Regions from separate parts of the Ovis aries genome. Here region 1 is linked to region 2. Evidence: chromatin contacts called from public Hi-C data. All regions are on one chromosome and are shown on one strand. Each heading gives the region's core, a stretch centred on a gene start, on an enhancer-like site or on the middle of the called end of the contact. The rest is flanking DNA. Distances are from core to core; before and after follow the strand shown. Region 1 holds the start of ADCK5 (aarF domain containing kinase 5). Region 2 holds the start of ZNF7 (zinc finger protein 7).

Evidence for each region. A called contact is a pair of places that touch in the nucleus more often than the background predicts.
Region 1: a contact with region 2 is called in a Hi-C map of blood, with 2.4 times the contacts expected there. The contact joins the promoter of ADCK5 here to the promoter of ZNF7 in region 2. A contact is called at or near these places in 5 of 16 Hi-C or Micro-C datasets (blood, hypothalamus and muscle).

Annotation. Positions count from the first base shown.
Region 1 is chr9:13,524,781-13,530,167 of ARS-UI_Ramb_v3.0, forward strand. ADCK5 (aarF domain containing kinase 5) reads right to left here and starts at 1,613. Exons shown (of 13, transcript XM_060393591.1): 1 at 1,490-1,613. The coding sequence starts at 1,595.
Region 2 is chr9:13,296,433-13,302,114 of ARS-UI_Ramb_v3.0, forward strand. It overlaps ZNF7 (zinc finger protein 7), which reads left to right and starts at 1,704. Exons shown (of 4, transcript XM_060393589.1): 1 at 1,704-1,742; 2 at 3,121-3,165; 3 at 3,642-3,768. The coding sequence starts at 3,163. LOC101116495 (BCL2/adenovirus E1B 19 kDa protein-interacting protein 3-like) reads right to left here and starts at 714. Exons shown (of 1, transcript XM_060393643.1): 1 at 1-714.

The DNA of each region.
Region 1 (5,387 bases), core at 363-2,862, 230 kb after region 2:
AGATGAGACACAGCAGATTTGAAGTCACTGCAGATAAGCCAGGCCCCAAGAGAAAGAAGCAACTGCTGAATCTCACGAGACCTGAAACTACAAAGAGGTGACAAGAATATGGGCGGTGTAAGGGCAGGTCAACAGCCCTGCGCACATAGCTGGAGAGTAAGCCAAGCACTGAGCCCGAACTGTTCTTAAGGTCAGGAAGAGAAATTGGGCGTCTGGGCCCAGGAAAGGGAATGGAGATGACCTTGAACACCGTGTCCTTTGCCTTTCTAGGGTCTCTGACCCTCTCAGCGCCAGTCTGGACTCAGAAGCCCCTACTGGGCCGTGCTCTACTTACTGGTCATGAGCATCTCCTGCTCAAGGGCCAAAGCCAGCCTGCCACTCCCGAGGGCTGCGTAGAGGACTCAGTGACCTGAATGAGTGAAGCAGCTTTATAAACTATAAAAGACCAACTCACTGTCTCTACCTGATTCTCAGACTAACACTGCTTCATCATCTCACCCACAAAACACCCCTGTGTAATGGAGCCACTCTACAAGCCACAGAAGCTAATGGACATTCATTTGTATTGACACCTAAATCCACAGGCTAGGCTTATTAGAAAACTACCAGGTCTACAGAAAATTCCATGTTGAAAATGATAATAAGCCCCACTCAGTCTCCTCACCTCTAAACCAACCACAAGAAAAGGGCTAGGTTTTTGGGGAGTGGCTAAGACCTGGGTCAACAACTATGACACCCTGTTTGAAAGGTGTGGAGATGCAATAAAACGGGAGGTCCCACGCGGGGTGGGGGGGTGGGAGAGACTGGAAAGGCAGGTGCCATGTTCAGGACCAAAAGAAGCTGAGTTAGGAGGGCAGCTCAGGGCCAGGCAGAAACCTAGGAAGGCCTGAGAGGAGGGGTGACCCCGAGACAGAGCCGGGCCGCAGCAGCTGTCAGCCCACCTGCCGCCCCCGCAAGTCCTGTCTCCCCAGAGTCGGGGGGCAGCAGTCAGCCCGGGATGACCCGGGCTGGGCTGGTGACAAGGAGAAAAGGGTGCCCAAGGGAGCAGGTGAAGAAAAGGCGGCGGGTCCGCTCTGTGATTCGGTCAGAGCCTGCAGCGGCGAGGGGTCTGAGGCAGATACGGGGCAGGCGGAGGCGATGGGCGCCAGGCAGTCGCCTCGGGAAAGGGCGTCTCCCTGGGGAGGGTCGTCCGTAAAGGACGAGAGGGTCGTCCCTCGCGGGGAAGGAGGCTTGGAGAGTCGCCTCTGAGACAAGACTCCCGCACCAAGAAGCAGCCTCGGAGAAGCGGAGCTGCGGCTTGCGGCAGGGAAGGCCCGACGTCTCCCCCACAGAGCCTGGGGGCTGAAGCAGGGACCCGAGGACAGGCTGCCTGAGGGCTGTGACGGGCTCCGGCCAGCCGGGAGGATCCCTGGGGAGCGAGTCTTGGGCCCTGCGGGTCCCGGCCGGGCGGCCCGAGCCGCGGCAGGGGCGCGAGCGCGCGGGGTCTCACAGGTCTCCACATTTTCGGTCCGCAGCTCAGCTCCCGCTCTCCACGCTCGCCACACCCGCCGCCGGCCCAGCAGGCCCTGCGGGAGGGGCGCAGTGCGCACGCTCATGCCGCCCTACGGGCGGGCGGGGACTACAGGCCACGCCCCCGAGTAGTCCCGCGGCCGCAGTGGAGCAGCGCCCCCTGGCGGCTCCCGGCCCACTAGCTTTAGGGCCAGTACCTGCGCTCCGTCAACGCACGCGGTCAGGCACCGCTCAGCTCAGTTCAGTCGCTCAGTCGTGTGCGTCTTTGCGACCACATGGACTGCAGCACGCCAGGCTTCCCTGTCTATCTCCAACTCCAAGAGCTCGCTCAAACTCACGTCCATCGAGTCGGTGATGCCATCAACCATCTCCTCTGTCGTCCCCAGACCCTGGTGCTGGGGTCTTTTCCGACCCCCAGTGGAAGCTGAGGCTTGGGGAGGTCAGGTCACCTGTTCCCCCAGGAGTTCACAGCAAGGGCGGAAGCTGGGAGGGAGAAGAGACCCCACTAGGGAGTCAGCGTGGACAGCTGGAGTTGAACCCAGGGTGGGGACCTCCAAGCGATGGTTTAGGGAGACTAATTGCTCAAGCCTCGCTTTTCTTGCTGCAATATGAGGTCCTGGCTCTCAAGTTAAGGATGCTAAGATACCACGCAGGCCACCTTAAGTTTGCTGTCAGTTCAGTTCAGTTCAGTCGCTCAGTCGTGTCCGACTCTTTGCGACCCTATGAATCGCAGCACGCCAGGCCTTCCTGTTCGTCACCATCTCCCGGACTTCACTCAGACTCACGTCCATCGAGTCCGTGATGCCTAGAAGTTATTATAAAACTCTCAGATTGGACTTTCAAAGGCCTCCATTATTTGTTATCCCAGGTGAGAAACATAATGTATATTTTACGAGCGAATTTCTGTTTGTGAGCCTGCTAGGAAGAGGCCTTCCTGACTGCCTATAAGGCATGGAGTGCGAAACCCTGGGAATGTTCTGTAAGCATTCGCTCCAGAAGGTCGACCCACGTTCCCTAGAAGTGACTCACGCCTGTTAATGAACCACCTTCTTGGTGTGGCCATTTACAAGGCCACTTGCACACAGCAAATTTCTCCAATTCTGTCTTGGTAAAAAGGAAGATAGACTCTAACTGAACTTGGGCATACATATCTATGCTGCTGCGAAGAGTAAGACTCAGTAAAAGTCTCAGTGTCAGAATCAGGGAGGTGAGTTGGTGAGAAGCAAGTGTTATGTATCGATTGATTCCATTTTTTGGCTGACTTGGGTCTTCATTGCAGCTGGAGGGTTTCCATTGCCCTGTGGCATGTGGGATCGGAGTTCCCCACCCAGGGACTGAACCTGCTGCGCCCCTTGCTTGGAAGCACAGTGTTAACTACTGGACCATCAGGGAAGGCTCTGCTAGCATAACTTTGTAGTAAGTTTTGTAATTGGGAAGTGTGAGAGATTCCTGGATTCCCGCAACTTTATTCTTTTTTTTTTTTTTAGCGCTTTTAAAATGTTATTGCATCTATATATATTTATGAAATATATGACTACATATTTTTACATTATCTTGTAAATCCCGACCAAGGGATCGAGACCCAGTCTCCTACATTGCAGGCATATTCTTTACTATCTGAGCCACCAGGGAAGCCCATATATATATATACATACATACATATATAAATGCTTTTGAAATAAAATGCTTTTTTTCCTTCTAGTTTTATTGAGATGTAACTGATGCTGCACTGTGTAAGTTTAAGGTGTGCAGCATGATTAGACTCACATCCATCATGAAATGGTCACTACAATACATTCACTGAACATCTTGTATAAACACAAAATAAAAGATAAACAAATTTTTTCCTTATGTTGTGGTCTCTTAGGATTTACTCTGACAAACTTTCATATGTAACATTCAGCAGTTAATTAATCATGCTGTACATTACATCCCTAGTATTAATACTTACCTGTTTTTGGCTGTGCCACTTGGCATGCATGCATGTTAAGTCACTTCACTTGTGTCTAACTCTTTGCGACCCTATGGACTATAGCCCACCAAGCTCCTCTGTTGATGGGATTCTCCAGGCAAGAATGCTGGAGTGGGTTGCCATGACCTTCTCCAGGGGATCCTCCTGACTCAGGGATCAAACCCATGTCTCTTAGATCTCCTGCATTGGCAGGAGGGTTCTTAACCAGTAGTGCCACCTGGGAAGCCTGCCGCTGGGCATGCAAGATCTTAATTCAGGATCGAACCCATACCCGCTGCAGTCAAGCATGGTGCCCTGACCACTGGACTGCCAGGGAAGTCCCCCTAGTACTTGTCTTATAACTGGAAATTTGTACCTTTTACCCATCTTAATTCAATTCTGCCTCCCCCCACCCCTTGCTTCTGGTAACCACAAATCAGATCTCTTTTTCTATGAGTTTATTCTTGATGTATAACTGACCTACAACACCAGTAGTTCCAGGTGAACAATGTAGTGATTCAATATTTCTGTACATTATAAAATGATCCCCAGGGTAAGTCTAGTTACCATCTGTCACTGCACATTATATTATTGACTATATTCCCCACTAGACATTTCATACCTGTTGACTCACATCCTACATACCTCTGCCCTCTGGCAACTACCTGTTCTCTGCATCTATGAGTCTGTTTTCATATGTTTGTTCACTTGTTATGCTTTTTATTCCACTTATAAGTGAAATCATACAGTATTTGTCTTTCACTGTCTTACTCCACTCAGCAAAATACCCTCTAAGTCCATCCATGTTGTCAAAATGGCAAGATTCCATTCTGTTCTATGGCTAATCGTGCTCAACTGCTCAGCTGTGCCCAACTCCTGTGACCCCCATGGATTGTAGCCGGCCAAGCTCCTCTGTCCATGGGATTTTCCATGCAAAAATACTGGAGTGGAAAAAAAAAAAGAATACTGGAGTGGGTTGGCATTTCCTACTCCAGAGGATCTTCCCGACCCAGGAATCAAACCTGCGTCTCGTGTCTCCTCCATCAGTAGGTGGGTTCTTTACCACTCTGCTACCAGGGAAGCTGAAGGACAGGGTTCTGTGGCTAATACTCCATTGTGTGTGTGTATATATATATATAATATACGTGGCACATCTTCTTTATCCACTTATCTGTCAATCGGCAATTAGATTGTTTCTATATCTTGGCTATCGTAAATAATGCTGCAATTAACATAGGGACTCATGTATGTTTTCTAATGAGTGTTTCTTCAGATAAATACTCAGAAGTGAAATTGATAGATCATATAGTAACTCTATTTTTAACTTTTTGAGGAAACTCCATCCTGTTGTCCACAGTGGCTGCACCAGTTTACATCAACACCAACAGCATACAAGGGTTCACTTTTCTACACACCCTCTCCAACACTTATTTGTTGTCTTGTTGATAATGACCATTCTGATGAGTGTGAGGTTAGATCTCATTGTGGCTTTGATTTTTCTCATGACTGATGATGCTGAGCATCTTTTCATGTGCCTGCTCTCCATATGTATGTCTTCTTTTGTCTACTTTGGTCTTCTGCCCATTTTTAAACTGCTTTGTTTGTTTTACTGAGGTTGCATCATGAGTTCTTTGAATGTTTTGGATATTAATCTCTTGTTGGATGTAACCATTGCTAATATCTTTGTCCATTCAGTAGGCTGCTTTTTCATTTTGTTGATAGTTTCATTTACTGTACAAACACTTTTTAGGTTGATGTAGTCTCATTTGTTTATTTTTACTTTTGTTTCTCTTGCTTGAGGAGACATATTTAAAAAAATTGCCAAGGCCGATGACAATGTTTTCTTCTAAGAGATTAATGGTTTCAGATCTTACATTAAGTCTTTAATCCATTTTTGGTTTATTTTGTATCTGGAATGGGAAAGTAC
Region 2 (5,682 bases), core at 454-2,953:
CACTGCCCAGGTGTCTGCCGGGTGGACACTCTGGGCCAGACTCTTGTGGCAGCTGAGGTGGTTCTGTCATCAGTCTGAAGATCCCAGTGTCAGCCCTGGCTCCCCCTCTGGCTCCCTGGGTCAGCCTCACATTGAGTAGGAGTACTCCCCTCACCTTGAGGGGCTAGGCTGGGGCCCAGGTTTGCCAGGACCTCCTACCTCAAGATGGTGCAGTGTGATGACACTCCAGCAGAAGGGGGACCCAGCAGGTCAGGACACCAGTGAGCTCAGGGTGCCTGAGTACTTGGCTAGGGGTTAGGGTTAAGAAGCAGGTGTATACCCAGTCCCTTCCCATTCTCCATTTCTTCATCTATTCATCTTTTGCACAAATGCTGTCAAGAGTTATCAGGGAGGACGTGGAGATGGGAGAGCTGAGAATTGTTCGCCATCTGGAGGCATGGGGTGGGAGACCCAGACCACATTGCCCAAGCGCCCAGGGAAAAGAGCTGGTTACTCTGAGCATACTAAGTTTTCCCTTCCACCTCCCCTAGGAGTCTGTCCAGGAACTGACTGTCCATCTCCTTCCTTGGGCTTGCGCCCATTCACTGGGGCTTTGCCAGGGACCTCAGGGTTTGGATCATCAATGAGGCTGGTGTCAGGGCCCTCCCCTCAACCTTGCCGCTCCAGGGATGTCCAGTGTGAGAAGTTCCAAGGGCCCGGACTGCACGGGAAGCTGTGGCCTCCGAAGACGCGCGCAGCGTCATCCCCAAAGCTGAGGGAGCTGGGCTGCCGAAGAGGAGGCTCCTGCCGAATCCCGAAGAAGTTGGGGTGCCCTCCCCCTACACACAGGACCGCGTGGGTATGGGAGAACACCCAGAACAGGCTGCCCCAGGAGCCAGACAAAGCTGGGGTGGGAGAGGGCACAGCGAGGAGCAGCCTTGACCTGACACCCGGGCGCGCCGCCCTTCGCCTGAGGGCCCACCGCCTGAGGTCTCTCGGCGGGTCCTAGGCTGTCCGGCTGCCTGGAGCCCCGCGACGCAGCCAGGGACCCCAGCCAGACGTCCCGGTCTAGGCCGCTCCTCCTGGTGGTCCTCACCCTTTCTGCAGCCCTCCCAGCTTCATCTCTGGGCTGTCGGTGCCCCTCCACACTCTGCGGTGCCCGCGGCCCGAGACATCTCCACACCAAGGACAGGAACATCTACTCTCTCCACAGGGCTCCTCTGCGCCCCACCTGGCCGCTCGCCCCCGTACTCCACTGGGCACAGCTGGGGCAGCGGCGTCTCTGTAGTCCTGGAGCCTGGAACAGGCCCAGCAGGCGCGTTCTGCCCGGCAGCAGCCCGCACACAGAACCCAATGCGGGGACCAGCGGCCCAGACTGTGACCAGAGGTGCGCGGGGCCGGCCCGGGCGACCCTCAGGTCGCTCTCCTCCGGCTTCGTCCGGGTTTGCTCCCCTCCCCTAGGCCACACAGCAGCGGGCCCGGGCCCTCGCTTTCCCTCGGCTTCAGCCCCGCCCTCCTTGCACTGTGACCCCGCCCTTTACCGGATTCCGCCCCGCCCGCTCCGGGCTCTGTCGGTTCCCAAGCTACCTGGCCCCGCCCCTTCTCCGGCTCCCCGGATTGGGGGCCGGCTGGGAACCACCGAGTCGGCTGAGCCTCCGAACCGCCCAGAGCAACCGGAAGTCTGCGAGGCGAGCGGCGGCGAGTATCCGAGGCCCGTTTCCGGCGTCGTCGCGCTGCTAGAGTCTCTGGCTGGGCCCGGGAGGGTGAGTCGGTGCTGAGGGCGTGGATTAGAGTCGGGGCGGCCCACGTTCTCCTCTCCCCTTGGGCTAAGAGGTCTCCTACCGGCCCCCGCGTCCTTCCGCCTCCGATGCGGCGGGCCCGGCGCTCCCCTGGCCTCTCCGCTGGGAAGCGCTGGTGGAGCGGGCGGCTCTGAGAGCCCGTTGGCGTCGGGTAGGGCGGTGGTCGAGCCTTGTCCGTCTTAGCCGGGAAGAAGCGGGAGGGGTCATCTCACAGATCCGGCCTCGCGGCAGCCTCGTAGCCTCCCCTCCGGTTCTAGGCATGCTCCAGCCTGCATACCCATCATCTCCCTCGGGGGCACTCTTTTACCCTCTCTCACTGCTCCTTCAAGACCTAGACTTCGTGAAGGTGGCCAAAAGGGCTATGTCTTGGGATCGAAGGCTGTGTATTTTCTCTTAATTCCGGCTGCTACTTAAAGCCTGTACTTCTCTACAGGGGACCCAGGATCCAGCAGTGGGAGGCACATGCCTGCTGCTGGCCAGGCCCAGGTGGGGAACCGCTTGACAGTGGTCACTGCAGTCTGAATCAGCTCATGGCCTAAAGCTTCTTCCCTCAAGCCGCTTTTGGAGTCAGAATCTCCCTTAGGAAGTCCACTTCTCTTTCTGACCTCCCAGGGGGATGCCCGGAGAGGGGTCAGGTTTTTGTACGAGGGTTGGGGTGTGGTCAGGTGTCCCCTCCTCTTCTCCCTGCAGTCCATCTTTCTGGTTCCTGTGTACTCCAGCCGCCCGTCACACCATGACTCATCTTGCTGCCTGAGATCTTGCCCCACTGGCTCATTCAGCCCTAGTCTTTCTTGCCTCGGAGGGTCCTTGCCTCTGGACCTTGCACAGTCTGTTCCTGCTGCCTACGCGTTCCCTCCCCACCCCCATTAGCACCGAGTTAGCACCTAGGGGAAGTGACCCATCAGACTAAGTCAGAGTTTCCTAGTTTAAATGCTTTCTGAGTCCCTTGTACGTGTGCTGTCATCACAGTTGTAATTTTGGTTTGTTTGCATGGTCAGTTAACTCTTTCCCCCACTAGGCTGCTCCAAGAAGGTAGAGTCCTTGTGTGCTGTTCACTGCCACATCCCTATTGCGTAGCCAAGCACCTGGTACACGTGGCAACTATCCATTACATGTTTGTGGAGTAATTCTTCCATGTCACACCCTCCAAAAGATGAATGAAGCTTTGGAGGGCAGATACGTAGTGCTACGGCCATTTTGGCCCCACCGCAAGTCCCTGCCAGAGAACAGTTGGAGTTGGAAGTAAAGGATTGGAGGACGTGGTACCCCCTCGATGAGTTTGGAAGTGAGAGGTTGGGGCCTCCAGGATCGTGACCTCTGACTCTTTGGTAACTGCCAACAGGTCTCTCAGCCAGGACACGTGGATTCCTACGCACCGAGCCTCATGGTAGGAGTCTGACTTCCCCTGTTCCCTCCCTCGTCTTGTGAGGCCCCTATCTGCTGCTCTGGGCACCCACCGTGCCCAATGGGCCTGGACCTAGACCCTCGGCCTCTTGCTGACCCCTTGTCAATCTCGGGTGTGTCCAGGATAGTGAACAAACCTGCTCAGATTGGGCCTGCCTGAGGCTCTTGGGGGAGGGTTATAGATCCCCATGGTCTGGGTCCCGCCCTCTCCTCCATACCGTCCCTCCCCTTGATTTTATTTTATTTTTTGGCCACACTGCACAGCTTGCAGGATCTTACTTCCCTGACCAGGGACGGAGCCTGTGCCGCCTACAGTGAAAGCAGAGTCCTGACTGCAAGACAGCCAGGGAATTCCTTCCTTCCCTCGATTTTAAAACCAAAGGGGCCTGGTGACTGTCTCACTCAGCCTTGTGGTCTGTGTACTTGAGACAGCCAGGAGACTGGTATGTGTCCTTACAGGAGGCTGTGACATTTGGTGATGTGGCCGTGCACTTCTCGCGGGAGGAATGGCAGTGTCTGGACCCTGGCCAGAGGGCTCTCTACAAGGAGGTGATGCTTGAGAACCACAGCAGTGTGGCTGGACTAGGTGAGGCTTTATTCGGACACCCCTACCCCTTCCATCATCGGTCAGCACCCACCTATTTTGGCCTGTGTTAGAGGCTGCATGCAGATCTGGGGGCCATGTGGTCGAGCCCTCATGACTAGGCAGGGGCTTGGGACTGTGAGTCCTTGTGAGTCAGCTTCTGACCCCAGGAGGAGTCTTGGTGAGCCAAGCAGGCTCCCAGGTTTGCATACGTCATGTGATTCAGGGCTCACAAGGTAAGTGGACTTTCTGCCTGAGTAGGTAGAAATACAATCCAAACTTGAAATAGCTTAAACAGCTACTCAGATTTTCAGTTTTTCTAGTGTGTACTTATTCACAACACTCTTCATTTTTAATGTCTGTTATGTTTGTATTTGTTTCCCTTATTTATTTTTGCAGCATTTTTTCACTGTGTTGACCATGATTGATACTGCCATGAGACTCTTGTTTCATCTTTCAGAGACCCAGCTTGTGGGTTTAGAGGGCAGGAGGGGCAGGGCACTCCGTTACTGAGTCTTTCCGCCTTTCTTCCTTCCTCCCTTTTAATTTATTGGGTCTGCTGTGTTGTTTCTTTTCTTTCCTTTTTACCTTTTGGCTGTGCTCACAGTGTAGGTGGACTTCTAAAAGTTAGATAGGTGGATTCTCTGCCTGAGTGAATAGAAATAGAATCCAAACTTGAAATAGCTTGAACAGCTACTCAATCAGGTTTCTTATTGTTTCTTGAGTTTAGTATTTACCTGTTCTGTGTTTACCATTCTTGTTTCTAGTTGGTGTATTTAAAAACATGAAATTTTATGCATAAATATCACTTCAGCTGCATCCTACAAATTTGACTCATAGTAAATACAGTTGCCACTTACTAATTCATCACATAGTTTCCGGATAGTAATAGTTTTGAGGCACCCATTGTGATTGCTGTTGTGTCCAGCTGCACTTAGATCAGGTGCAGGCTGTGGTATTGTTTCATGGCCTTTGCCCGACCCCCTTTCTGGCTGCCCAGGGACGTTTCTCTGAGAGCAGCACACGTGTGCTTGGCAGGAACCTATTTCCTGTTGAGTGTGGGGTCCTGCTGTCACCTGAGCCTTGGACCTTCTCTGCCTGCGGCCTTCTCCACCCCATGGCTGAAAACCTGAGGAGTGCTCTAGCCAGAGGGCTTGACCGGCCCTTGGGTGGGCTGGGAGCACTTCACATGGCTGCCCCACAGCATGGGGGCTACTGGCCCCAGAAGGCAGCTGCCAGGAGGTACCTGCCAGTCTCCAGCCCTCTGCTGAGGCCCTGGGCTCTGTGTGAGGGCTTGAGGCTGGGGCTGCTGGCTGCTGACTGGGCTTCACATCTTCTGATTTAAAATCCATTTTGTTGGTTGATTTGTTGTTGTATTGTTTCTTAAGCAACCCTGCCTCTTGGAGCATCCCTGAGGGGACTGAGGGGAGTGCTGGCTGGGCCTGCTTCTCTCCCCGTGGGGGAGAGCTGGCCTGTGTTCTGCAGACTTGGGTGACAGGACTCCCTGGCAGTCCTGGCCCTGTCTCCATTTGCAGCAGGGCCAGAATGGGAGTCCACACGTTCCTCTCTATCCAGCCTCAGGAGGCCCCTGTGCTCCAGTAGCCCGCAACCCTTCACTCTGGGGACCAGGGAGAACTGAGCCCCGAGCTACACTCCCAGCCACAATGATGCCGTCTCCTCCTCTGCTGCCCCCACAGCAGGATTCCTGGTCTTCAAGCCCGAGCTGATCTCCCGGCTAGAACAGGGGCAGGATCCCTGGGTCCTCGACCTGCAAGGAGCAGAGGGGAGAGAGGCAGCCAGGACCACCCGGACAGGTGAGGCTTCTGGGCACAGGAGGGATTCAGGGTCCCCATGCCTGGCGAGGGCTCAAGTGGGAGGCTGGAGGGGGACCCCAGAGGCCATCCATGCAGCTTTGCT